Linked DNA regions of Mus musculus: region 1 is linked to region 2. A link is a contact called in public Hi-C data. All regions are on one chromosome and are shown on one strand. Each heading gives the region's core, a stretch centred on a gene start, on an enhancer-like site or on the middle of the called end of the contact. The rest is flanking DNA. Distances are from core to core; before and after follow the strand shown. Region 1 has its middle 62 kb from the start of Gm46170. Region 2 has its middle 71 kb from the start of Gm33404.

The links. Hi-C and Micro-C count contacts between places; a contact is called where the count stands out from the background.
Region 1: a Hi-C map of the N1E-115 cell line shows a contact between it and region 2, with 9 times the contacts expected there. The contact joins two enhancer-like sites. A contact is called at or near these places in 5 of 39 promoter capture datasets (the 3T3-L1 cell line, the C10 cell line, the HPC-7 cell line and 2 more), 6 of 15 datasets of contacts at CTCF or cohesin (the NIH/3T3 cell line, hippocampal excitatory neurons, large pre-B cells and 2 more), 181 of 484 Hi-C or Micro-C datasets (the 3T3-L1 cell line, 3T3-L1-derived adipocytes, the 63-12 cell line and 91 more), 22 of 115 datasets of contacts at active chromatin or transcription factors (the HPC-7 cell line, the NIH/3T3 cell line, PVALB interneurons and 17 more) and 2 of 9 other capture datasets (adipose tissue and liver).

Annotation. Positions count from the first base shown.
Region 1 is chr1:167,201,470-167,207,357 of GRCm38.p6, reverse strand. No RefSeq gene overlaps it. Among named protein-coding and RNA genes, the nearest start is that of Gm46170, 62 kb to the left of the region's middle. Within about 2 kb of position 1,872, at least 11 of the 459 cell types and tissues checked have an H3K27ac peak or open chromatin away from gene starts, as enhancers often do. A contact at or near this core is called in the N1E-115 cell line, where this site is marked.
Region 2 is chr1:166,781,866-166,787,092 of GRCm38.p6, reverse strand. No RefSeq gene overlaps it. Among named protein-coding and RNA genes, the nearest start is that of Gm33404, 71 kb to the left of the region's middle. Within about 2 kb of position 3,507, at least 3 of the 459 cell types and tissues checked have an H3K27ac peak or open chromatin away from gene starts, as enhancers often do. A contact at or near this core is called in the N1E-115 cell line, where this site is marked.

The DNA of each region.
Region 1 (5,888 bases), core at 623-3,122, 420 kb before region 2:
ACAGGAGTGGGAGAACTGGTGGGCTGACCAACTCAGTTACTATCAGGCCCAGATCCAGGGCTTTGAGCTGGTCCACCCCAGCATCTACCCAATCTGTGATCTCCTGGAGCTCGGGAAGGGTGAACTGCAGGACCAAAGTAAAGGAACTTTGTGACACAGGGCAGCAGCAGGATATCCTAGAGGAATTCTGGTGAGAATCCGGTATTGATAGTGTAGTGGAAGCCAGAGGCCTCCAACCGGACCAATGACTCATTGCAGTGAACATTTGCAAGTGAAGCTCTGTGGGCCAAGTGGGTATACTGTGTGACACACAGTGACACACTGTAGCTTCCACGGTACGATTTTTTTTAAAAAAAAGATTTATTTATTTATTTATTTATTTATTTTATGTATATGAGTACACTGTAGCTGTACAGATGGTTGTGAGCCTTCATGTGGCCTTTAGGACCTCTGCTCGCTCTGGTTGACCCCGCTCGTTTAGTCCCTGCTTGCGCCAGCCCAAAGATTTATTTTATTATTATACAGAAGTACACTGTAGCTGTCTTCAGACATGCCAGGAGAGGGCTTCAGGTCTCATTGCGGGTGGTTGTGAGCCACCATGTGGTTGCTGGGAATTGAACTCAGGTCCTTCAGAAGAGCAGTCAGTACTCTTACCCTCTGAGCCATCTCGCTAGCCCGGGATTTTTTTTTTTTTCATTTTTTTAATTAAATTTTTTTATCTTTTTTTTTTTTGGTTTTTCGAGACAGGCTTTCTCTGTGTAGCTCTGGCTGTCCTGGAGCTCACTTTGTAGACCAGGCTGGCCTCGAACTCAGAAATCTGCCTGCCTCTGCCTCCCGAGTGCTGGAATTAAAGGTGTGCGCCACCACGCCCCGCTAATTTTTTATCTTTTGTAAGGGTGGGGGATGAATATGAAAGGCCAGGGGACCAGTGGGATTGGGATGCATGATATGAAATTCACAAAGATTGATAACAACTTCAAATTGAATTGATTAGCCATACATTTTTCAATTGCAAGCACTTGCTCAAATAATATTTACCTCTTAGTGTTGTGGTCTCAGAGAAGTAAATGCCACTTCCACATCTTATCTTCGACATCCATACTTGATTCAGGGCCTGGTGAATTTCCACCTCTACCGTGTCCTTAGGCAACAACGTCCAGATAATCAGTAGGAAACATGCAAACATGTCTTTTGAGCTTAGCGTTTCAGTGCAGGGAGAATCAGAGCAAGTCTGTACTCACTCGCCCTAGATCTAGAGAGGTCTCACAGTGGTTAGATATGGACATCAGGGAGTGGGGGCCAGACAGAAAGGGGCAGAGGCTGGGTGAGTGCTGATAAACACGGACCACCGGGCACTGTTTTGAGAGCACTGGGGAGAGGAAGGCTGGCCAGCCAGGCCAGGCAGATCTGCCAAGGAGGAGGCATGCTACAGGATTGAAGTCTTCTAAGGGCAGCATTGGCTCTTTGTAGCCAGCTTATTGACGCAGTGGGCCTGGGGAGACTCTGGCCAGTTACTGTGTTGACCAACCAGGACTTTTTCAGCCCTCTTCTAGATAAAGCAGAGATGCTTTCTTGGTCCTTAACATCCTGGGGTAGGGATTGGTAGATGCCTACAGTGCTGATTCAGAACTCAGAATTGTGCTGACTGTGTCCTCAGCATAGTGTCTGGTACAAAGAGACTCCATTCCCCAATGTCTCCCCCTCCAGACATTCTCATTTGACTGGTGGTGCCCAGATTCTCTGCACAGCAGGACCTGGCTTCTGAGTCCAGCAAGCCTTACCTCCTGCCTTGGTCAGTCACCCTGGGTAACTGCATAACCACTGTGCTGCTCAAAGTTACAGAATACTCATGATGAAACTCTTAATAGTTAAAGCTCGGAGAGCTGTAACCTTATACCTTATCGAGCTGAAAATAATTCGTCCTGGAGAAGATCTTTCTGGGCTCTGTTTTTTTGTTTTTTTTTTTTCTGATGCAGCTGCCTCGCCTGTTGGAGCTTGTCTTTGTGAAGGTAGCAGAAGCTGTGTTTGACAGATTTCTTAGGGAGATATGCCTCATTAGTTTTGCTTGAGTAAACAGTGTAAAAATGTTGAGTGTCCAGGAAAAGTGAACGGGGCGGGGATTTTAGTGTTACGCTGTTGTAGCGTGACTGTTTAAAATGGCATGAGCACAGAGTAGGGCTTCAGTAGCATACACCACTGCTTAAATGAACCCTCCATATGGACCTGTGGGATCATTTGGATCATTTTAACCTATAGACTAATGATTGAGACTCTGGATGACTGTTTGATGTGCACAAGGTCACACAAAGGTAAAGGGTATAGCTTTCTAAAAATTATTATTATTTTATTTTTTATAAGTATGAGTGTTTTGCCTATTTGTATGTATGTGCATCACATGTGTGCCTGATACCTGAACAGGTCAGAAGAAGGCATCAGATTCTTGGTACTGGAGTTATAGATAGTTGTGAACTACCATGTGGGTGCCGGGAACTGAATCTCAGTTCTTTGCAAGAACAAGTACTCTTAGCTACTGAGCCATCTCTCCAGACCCACTAGGACAACTTTTAAAAAATTTTTAATTTTTTAAAAAAGATTTATTTTTTTACTTTGATTTGTGGTATGCACATGTTTGCTGGTTCCCAAGCAGGCCAGAAAAGGGCATTAGATTTCCTGGAGCTGGAGTTCCAGGCAATAGTGAGTCATTTGACATGGGGGCTGGAAACCCAACTCCAGTCCTCTGCCAAGCCAGCTCTCAGCTCCAGTATAAACAAAAATCATTTGTTACATCCTCCTCCTCCTCTTCCTCCTCCTCCTCCTCCTCCTCTTCATATCCTGTGTGCATGCGTGTGTGTGTGTTCATGTGTACCACAGCACTCATGTGGAGGACAGGGGATGACTTTGTAGAGTCAGGCCCTCTCCTTTTACTCTTACATGGGATCAGGGAATTCAACCAGGTTTTCAGGTGTATGCAGGAAGTGCGTTTACCCTCTGAGCCACCTTGCTGGCTCAGCGAGGGTAGTTTTTCTGTGCTGTTTCTTAGGAGAAGAACAGAGGGATTGAGGTGATCAGTCATACTGTATACCATCATGATACTCTGTACCATCTCATGATACTGTGTACCATCTCATGATACTGTGCACCATCACATGATACTGTACACCATCTCATGATACTGTGTACCATCTCATGATACTCTGTACCATCACATGATACTCTGTACCATCTCATGATACTCTGTACCATCTCATGATACTCTGTACCATCTCATGATACTGTGCACCATCACATGATACTGTGTACCATCACATGATACTGTACACCATCTCATGATACTGTGTACCATCTCATGATCCTCTGTACCATCTCATGATACTCTGTACCATCTCATGATACTGTGTACCATCTCATGATCCTCTGTACCATCTCATGATACTCTGTAGCATCTCATGGCCTTCCAGAGGTGTGATGGTAGACATCTGATTTTGCCTGGTAGTTTTGACACTGAGTGGCTCTATAGGCAGCAGAATACGGAGTCGGTCATCAACCTGCAGAAGATTGTTTACACAATGTTATTTCATCAGCATCAGGGAAGGACTGCTCATTACATTTAGATGTGGGTCTATCAAGATAGAGATGAGCTCTGGGGGTAAAGTGCTTGGCTGGTGTGCAAAGGCCTTGGATTTGACCTCCAGCACCACATACACCGGGTATGGTATTATACACCTCAATCTCATTTAAGAACAGTGGCTCTTAATCTTCCCGATGCTGCGACCCTTTAATACAGTTCTTCATATGGTGACCTCCAACCATAAAATTATTTTTTTTCTTTTTCTTTCCATTTTTTATTAGGTATTTAGCTCATTTACATTTCCAATGCTATACCAAAAGTCCCCCATACCCACCCACCCCCACTCCCCTACCCGCCCACTCCCCCTTTTTGGCCCTGGCGTTCCCCTGTTCTGGGGCATATAAAGTTTGTGTATCCAATGGGCCTCTCTTTCCAGTGATGGCCGACTAGGCCATCTTTTGATACATATGCAGCTAGAGTCAAGAGCTCCGGGGTACTGGTTAGTTCATAATGTTGATCCACCTATAGGGTTGCAGATCCCTTTAGCTCCTTGGGTACTTTCTCTAGCTCCTCCATTGGGAGCCCTGTGATCCATCCATTAGCTGACTGTGGGCATCCACTTCTGTGTTTGCTAGGCCCCGGCATAGTCTCACAAGAGACAGCTACATCTGGGTCCTTTCGATAAAATCTTGCTAGTGTATGCAATGGTGTCAGCGTTTGGATGCTGATTATGGGGTGGATCCCTGGATAAGGCAGTCTCTACATGGTCCATCCTTTCATCTCAGCTCCAAACTTTGTCTCTGTAACTCCTTCCAAGGGTGTTTTGTTCCCACTTCTAAGGAGGGGCATAGTGTCCACACTTCAGTCTTCATTTTTCTTGAGTTTCATGTGTTTAGGAAATTGTATCTTATATCTTGGGTATCCTAGGTTTTGGGCTAATATCCACTTATCAGTGAGTACATATTGTGTGAGTTCCTTTGTGAATGTGTTACCTCACTCAGGATGATGCCCTCCAGGTCCATCCATTTGGCTAGGAATTTCATAAATTCATTCTTTTTAATAGCTGAGTAGTACTCCATTGTGTAGATGTACCACATTTTCTGTATCCATTCCTCTGTTGAGGGGCATCTGGGTTCTTTCCAGCTTCTGGCTATTATAAATAAGGCTGCTATGAACATAGTAGAGCATGTGTCCTTCTTACCAGTTGGGGCATCTTCTGGATATATGCCCAGGAGAGCTATTGCTGGATCCTCCGGTAGTACTATGTCCAATTTTCTGAGGAACCGCCAGACGGATTTCCAGAGTGGTTGTACAAGCCTGCAATCCCACCAACAATGGAGGAGTGTTCCTCTTTCTCCACATCCTCGCCAGCATCTGCTGTCACCTGAATTTTTGATCTTAGACATTCTGACTGGTGTGAGGTGGAATCTCAGGGTTGTTTTGATTTGCATTTCCCTGATGATTAAGGATATTGAACATTTTTTCAGGTGCTTCTCTGCCATTCGGTATTCCTCAGGTGAGAATTCTTTGTTCAGTTCTGAGCCCCATTTTTTAATGGGGTTATTTGATTTTCTGAAGTCCACCTTCTTGAGTTCTTTATATATGTTGGATATTAGTCCCCTATCTGATTTAGGATAGGTAAAGATCCTTTCCCAATCTGTTGGTGGTCTCTTTGTCTTATTGACGGTGTCTTTTGCCTTGCAGAAACTTTGGAGTTTCATTAGGTCCCATTTGTCAATTCTCGATCTTACAGCACAAGCCATTGCTGTTCTGTTCAGGAATTTTTCCCCTGTCCCCATATCTTCAAGGCTTTTCCACACTTTCTCCTCTATAAGTTTCAGTGTCTCTGGTTTTATGTGAAGTTCTTTGATCCATTTAGATTTGACCTTAGTACAAGGAGATAAGTATGGATCGATTCGCATTCTTCTACATGATAACAACCAGTTGTGCCAGCACCAATTGTTGAAAATGCTGTCTTTCTTCCACTGGATGGTTTTAGCTCCCTTGTCGAAGATCAAGTGACCATAGGTGTGTGGGTTCATTTCTGGGTCTTCAATTCTATTCCATTGGTCTACTTGTCTGTCTCTATACCAGTACCATGCAGTTTTTACCACAATTGCTCTGTAGTAAAGCTTTAGGTCAGGCATGGTGATTCCACCAGAGGTTCTTTTATCCTTGAGAAGAGTTTTTGCTATCCTAGGTTTTTTGTTATTCCAGATGAATTTGCAAATTGCTCCTTCTAATTCGTTGAAGAATTGAGTTGGAATTTTGATGGGGATTGCATTGAATCTGTAGATTGCTTTTGGCAAGATAGCCATTT
Region 2 (5,227 bases), core at 2,258-4,757:
TATTCAAAATAAACTAAAAAATAAAAGATAACTTGTAATTAACCTGAGGAAGTAAAATACTTTTACAATAAAAACGTTTAAAATACTGAAGAAAGAATTGAATATGACTTTAGAAGACAGAAAGGCCTAAAATGCTGTGGATTGGTCGGATTAATACTGTGAAAATGGCCACCCTATCAAAAGCAATATACAAATTTAACACAATCCAAATCAAACTGAGAACTCAATTCATCACAGAAATAGAAAAAAGATAATAAAAATTCATGTAAAAGCACAAAAGATCTTGGATAGCCAAATCAATCCTGAACAATAAGAACAAAGCTGAAGTATCATAATACCTGACTTTAAGTTGTATTGTAGAGACATACCTGTAAGAAAAAAATTACAGGACAGGCACACATTTAGAGACACAGGCCAATGGAATAGAATAGAGAACTCAGATATAAGACTATATAAACCATAGCCACCTGATTTTTGATAAAGCTCAAAATACACATTAGAAAGAAGACAGCCTATCTGACAAATGGTATTGGGAAAACTGAATGTATGCACTTAGAAAAATGAAACTTGATTCTTGTTTCTCACTCTGCACAATAATCAATTCCAAATGGATCAGAGACCTAAGTGTTAGAACAGGCCATCCCAAACTGCTATCAGGTAAAGGAGAGAGTACACTTAAAGATATAGACATAGCCTAGGATTTTCTGAACTGGATGCTAGTCACTAGGGAAGTAAGAACAATCAAAGGAGAGCTTACGAAAGTAGAAGGCTGTTAAGCAAGTGAAGGAACAGCCTGGAGACTGGGAGACCATCTTTGCCCGCTGTACTTCTGGCAAATAATTAGTGTTTAGAATATAAAAGAACTTTAAAAACTAAATGTCAAGGAAACAAACAACTTCACTAAAAATGGACCATGGAACCGAATGGAGAGTTCTTAAACAAATGACCAAAAGTACTTTAAAAGAGTTTAAAATATATAGCCATTGGGTAATTGCAAAATAAAATTACTTTGATGTTTCATCTTACTCAAGTAAGAATGGCTAATAACAAAAAAGTGAATGCTAGCAGGCATGTGTAGGAAAGGCCCACTCATGCTCATACTCACTCCTGGGGGAGTACAGACTGCTGCAGCCACTGTGGAAATCAATAAGGAAATTCCTCGAACAGCTTACAACAGAGCCGCCAAACAATTCCTGAGAACATACTCAGAAAATCCTATGCTCTACCAAACAGGGACCTGTACTTGTGTGTTCATGTGGCTATTCACATGCTAGTCACATGCTAGTTACAATAGCAAAGAAATGGAGCCCAAGTGTCCATCAGTGGATCAATGGATAATGAAAATGTGGTACATAGCCACAATGGAACTTTGTTCAGTGGTAAAGAAGGATACAGTTGTGAAATTTGCAGGAAAATGGATGGATCTGAAAAGTATTAGACTGAGTGAAGTAATTTAGACGTAGATATAAGAATGCCATATGTTCTTCTTATTTGCATGCCCTTAATATGAAGCTTTAGAGTAGTGTATTTAATTATAAGCAGTGCTAAATGCCAGGAAAAGGGCTCTTAGAGGGTGATGGGGGAGGGGAGAAGCCTGAATGGATGCGGAACAGTAGAGGATACTGGCAGGAAAGTGAAAGAACTTCCTGAGAAGAAGAGTTTCAGTGGAAGAGGAAGGAGAAAAGGGATAGGGTGAAATGACTGAACTACATTCTATAAATGAATAAAACCATCAAACGTGTATTAAAACATCTTCAGGCCTGCTGTCACTGATGGTGGTTGTGTGGGCATCCAACTCGACCTCACTCTGCCTTTGTGCCAGCTTTCTTTCAGATAGTCTCAGAGACAAAATAAATATCCTCTCTGATTGGATATTTAATTGATATCCAATCTAAAGATGAGAATATTTCAGTCTTCATAGGTACTAACAGTTCATCTATTAATTTCCTTGGGGGATTTCTCAGTTTGGAGGTAGCCTACAAGCTGATGTCAATGGTGTCCACAATCTCCTTCTACAGTTCTCCAGGTTTTAAACTGACTAAATGCAGGTGCTCAATGGTTGGCATTTACAAGTTAAGGTTGGCTCTGTTATCATTAGACTAGATATCTGCCATCACTGGAGACCGTGTTTGCAATGTACCCTTTCTGTCTAGTCTTGAGATCTGGTTATCAGTTCATTGAGCAGCAGGAAAGCTCCTAGTTACAACTGAGTTGCTATCCTCAGTTTAGACAATCACTGGCCACCAATTTAGTCCACAGGAGTTGTGTGTGGGGTAGGGTGGGGGTGGGGTTTGTGAGTCAGATGATTGAGTCTTGAGGGGTGACCTGGTTGCCAAAACAGCAGGCACATTAGTAGAACTTCTTTTCTGAGCATTGCTAGAATGGCCTTATGACTCAGGTGACAAGAGAAGCCTGACCTTGTTGCTGAACTACAGTCTGAAGCTTTGCTTTGCCAGCCTTCAACGGAGTTCAGAGCCACAGCAGGATGCCTGCGAGTGAGGCTATGCACAGGCATTCTGAGAAAGTTGCTCCCTTTTTATTACAGATTCTGTTTGTACCTTCTAAGGGCAGCAACCTGGAGGCTCTGTCCATCCTCTCTCCCTCTCTCTCTTTTTTCCTAGAAAACTATGAAATGAAAATTGTGGCTCTCACTATAAATGTGACTAGTAACATGCATATACATTATACATGCGTGTGAGCACACACACACTCTCACACACATATATACATATATAATTTTTTAGTCTTTGGAGTTAGCATTGTTAAAAATGCTTTACATATGTGTAAATTTACTCAGTCCTGAGCAACCACTCCAGAGGGTAGATGCTATTTTACTCCTATAGAAGTATTATAGATGCTATTTACTCTATAGAAGATAAGGAAATGAAGCTTTTGATCAGATTTTTACAGCAGGCAAGCAGAGAACCTAGGGTTCGAATGCAAGCCATCCAACCCCACCACATTACCCAGATCTAGCAGGTCTTGTGTTTTGGCATTGTGTTATACTCCTGTCTCAGAAGTAGTTGGCTTTTTTTCTAGCGTTAACATGTCTACAAGGAGTCTACTTGGCCTGAACATCTTAAGAAAATCCTGGTATGCATAGACTGGAACTTAGAGATAAGAAGAGAGACATCTCCCTCACTTTATAAGCATAAGGTTCCTTAGAATAGAATCTTTCCTTGCAAGTGCCCTAAAAATATGGTTTGATTTTCCATAATTAATGTACCTGTGGCTTTTTAAAGAAAGTATATTGTATCAGTTACTTTCCTTATTGCTGCTACAAAATACTCAACAAGAGTAAGTTCAACATGGAAAGGTTTGTTTTGAGCCACAGTTTATAACAACAGTCCATTATGGAAGGCGTCATGGCAGAAGGAATGACTGGCCACGTTGTGTCTACAGTCAGGAAGCAGAGGGAGATGAATGATGTCTCTCACCCACCTTTCTTCTTTTTATATAGTCTAGGATCTTGGCTCACTTGGCTGAGCCCATCGTAGCATCCATATTTAGAGTAGGTCTTCACACCTTAATTAAACCAATCTACAAACTTCCTCATACATGGGCTCCAAGGTTTGTCTTCAAGGGGACTCTCAATCTTGTCAACCAATACTAACCATCATAGGTATGGTATGTTCTCTGTCTTCAAAGAATGAGGAAACTTTGGAGTGATGTCTGAAAACAGGTTGCTGTATGATCCAGAAAGGGAATTAAATTAAAAATAACCCAAGCTTCATTAGTACTGAATATATTTAAGGATTTTCCAACAATAAAGGAAGAAAGGAGGAAACCTTAAATGTATGTGCTGGGTTTTTTTGTTTGTTTTGTTTTGTGTTTTGTTTATTTGTTCATTCCACAAAAACAATCCCAGAATCTTATGTTGTTTGGTTCTTTAAAAACCCAGTTGTTTTTCTAATATTCCATGTCAGTATGACTGGAATTTTGTGAGGTTAATTACACAGGTCATTGACCCTCCCCCTCCAGGTTTCCTTCAGTTCTTTCCCCATAGCTTAGGAACAGGACTTAGAGACATAAGCCCTAAGAGATCAGAAATCTGAGAGACATGTTTGTCAATTGTGGTTTTGGAACCCTGGCATACAGAAGCTATTTGCTGATGGGGACATATTTAATCAAAATTCCATAATATGAACAAAATTAGGATGAAATAGAAATGCTAATACATTGTTAAGATGAGGCTCTGGAGTTACAGTGAGATATGGGGCCAGATTCAAGGGAGTATTGGAGAATTTCTTAGTAAGCCATGTTAAGCATCATGGTTGCTTGCATGGGGAGCACTGTTTCCTTCTGAGAAGAAACCTGGAAATGGAGCTCTCCCTGTAGGATTGACCTGTGGTGAAGGCAGACTCAGGCACGCTGGACTCTTAGATTTGAGCTTGCCCTGCCTCTTACTAGCTTTGCAGTCATCAACAAATTTCCTATCTACTCCTAGGTTCTTATTTATAAACTAGAGGATTTAATAAGCTCATATCCATAAAATGGTCACATTGCATGTAGAACTTCAAAACACTATACAAATAGGTAGCCGTTAGTATAGTCATCAAAATAAAATCAGTGAGCCTGCCATTGAAAACCTCTAACACTAGCAACAACCTTCACCTGTTCCATGTTTTGGAATCATCCCTCTGATATCAAAAGTGCTGATGGTTCTGTTCCAGCCCATCTCTAAGAGTTGGGACTTTTTGATGGTGCTTCTCTTTCTTGAGGCTTCAAGGTGAAGACAAATTCTTCCTGGATAGACTCAGTTGCTCAGGACTTTGGCACCCTCTAGTGCATGATGGGTGTTGATGCTTTGCAGCTCCCATCCTACCAGTCACTGCTTCTGGAAAACCCTACCACTCTGATATATTAAGCCTCTTTAAATCAGTTGTCAGGGCTCCATGCATGTTGAACACCCCGGACTTGGCCAGTAGCAGGAATAGCAGATAACCATGGCTGTGGCTGATATGTGAAGGGAAACACCCCAGTCAAGTATCGGTATGTGACAGGTATGCCGACTGTCAGATCTCTAGGAAAATGATGCAATAAAACAAATTCATACAGAGTTCAGACAAGGAAGCACATGCATTTAACACAGGAGGCATGAGTGAAGAGCACCTTGGCTCCTTAGTCTATGTCATTGAAGATCAGATGCTAAAATGTACCGTTTACCATCAATTCCAAGATGCAGGATCTTTAATCATTTTCCATCCTTCTGGAATTGAATCCTTCT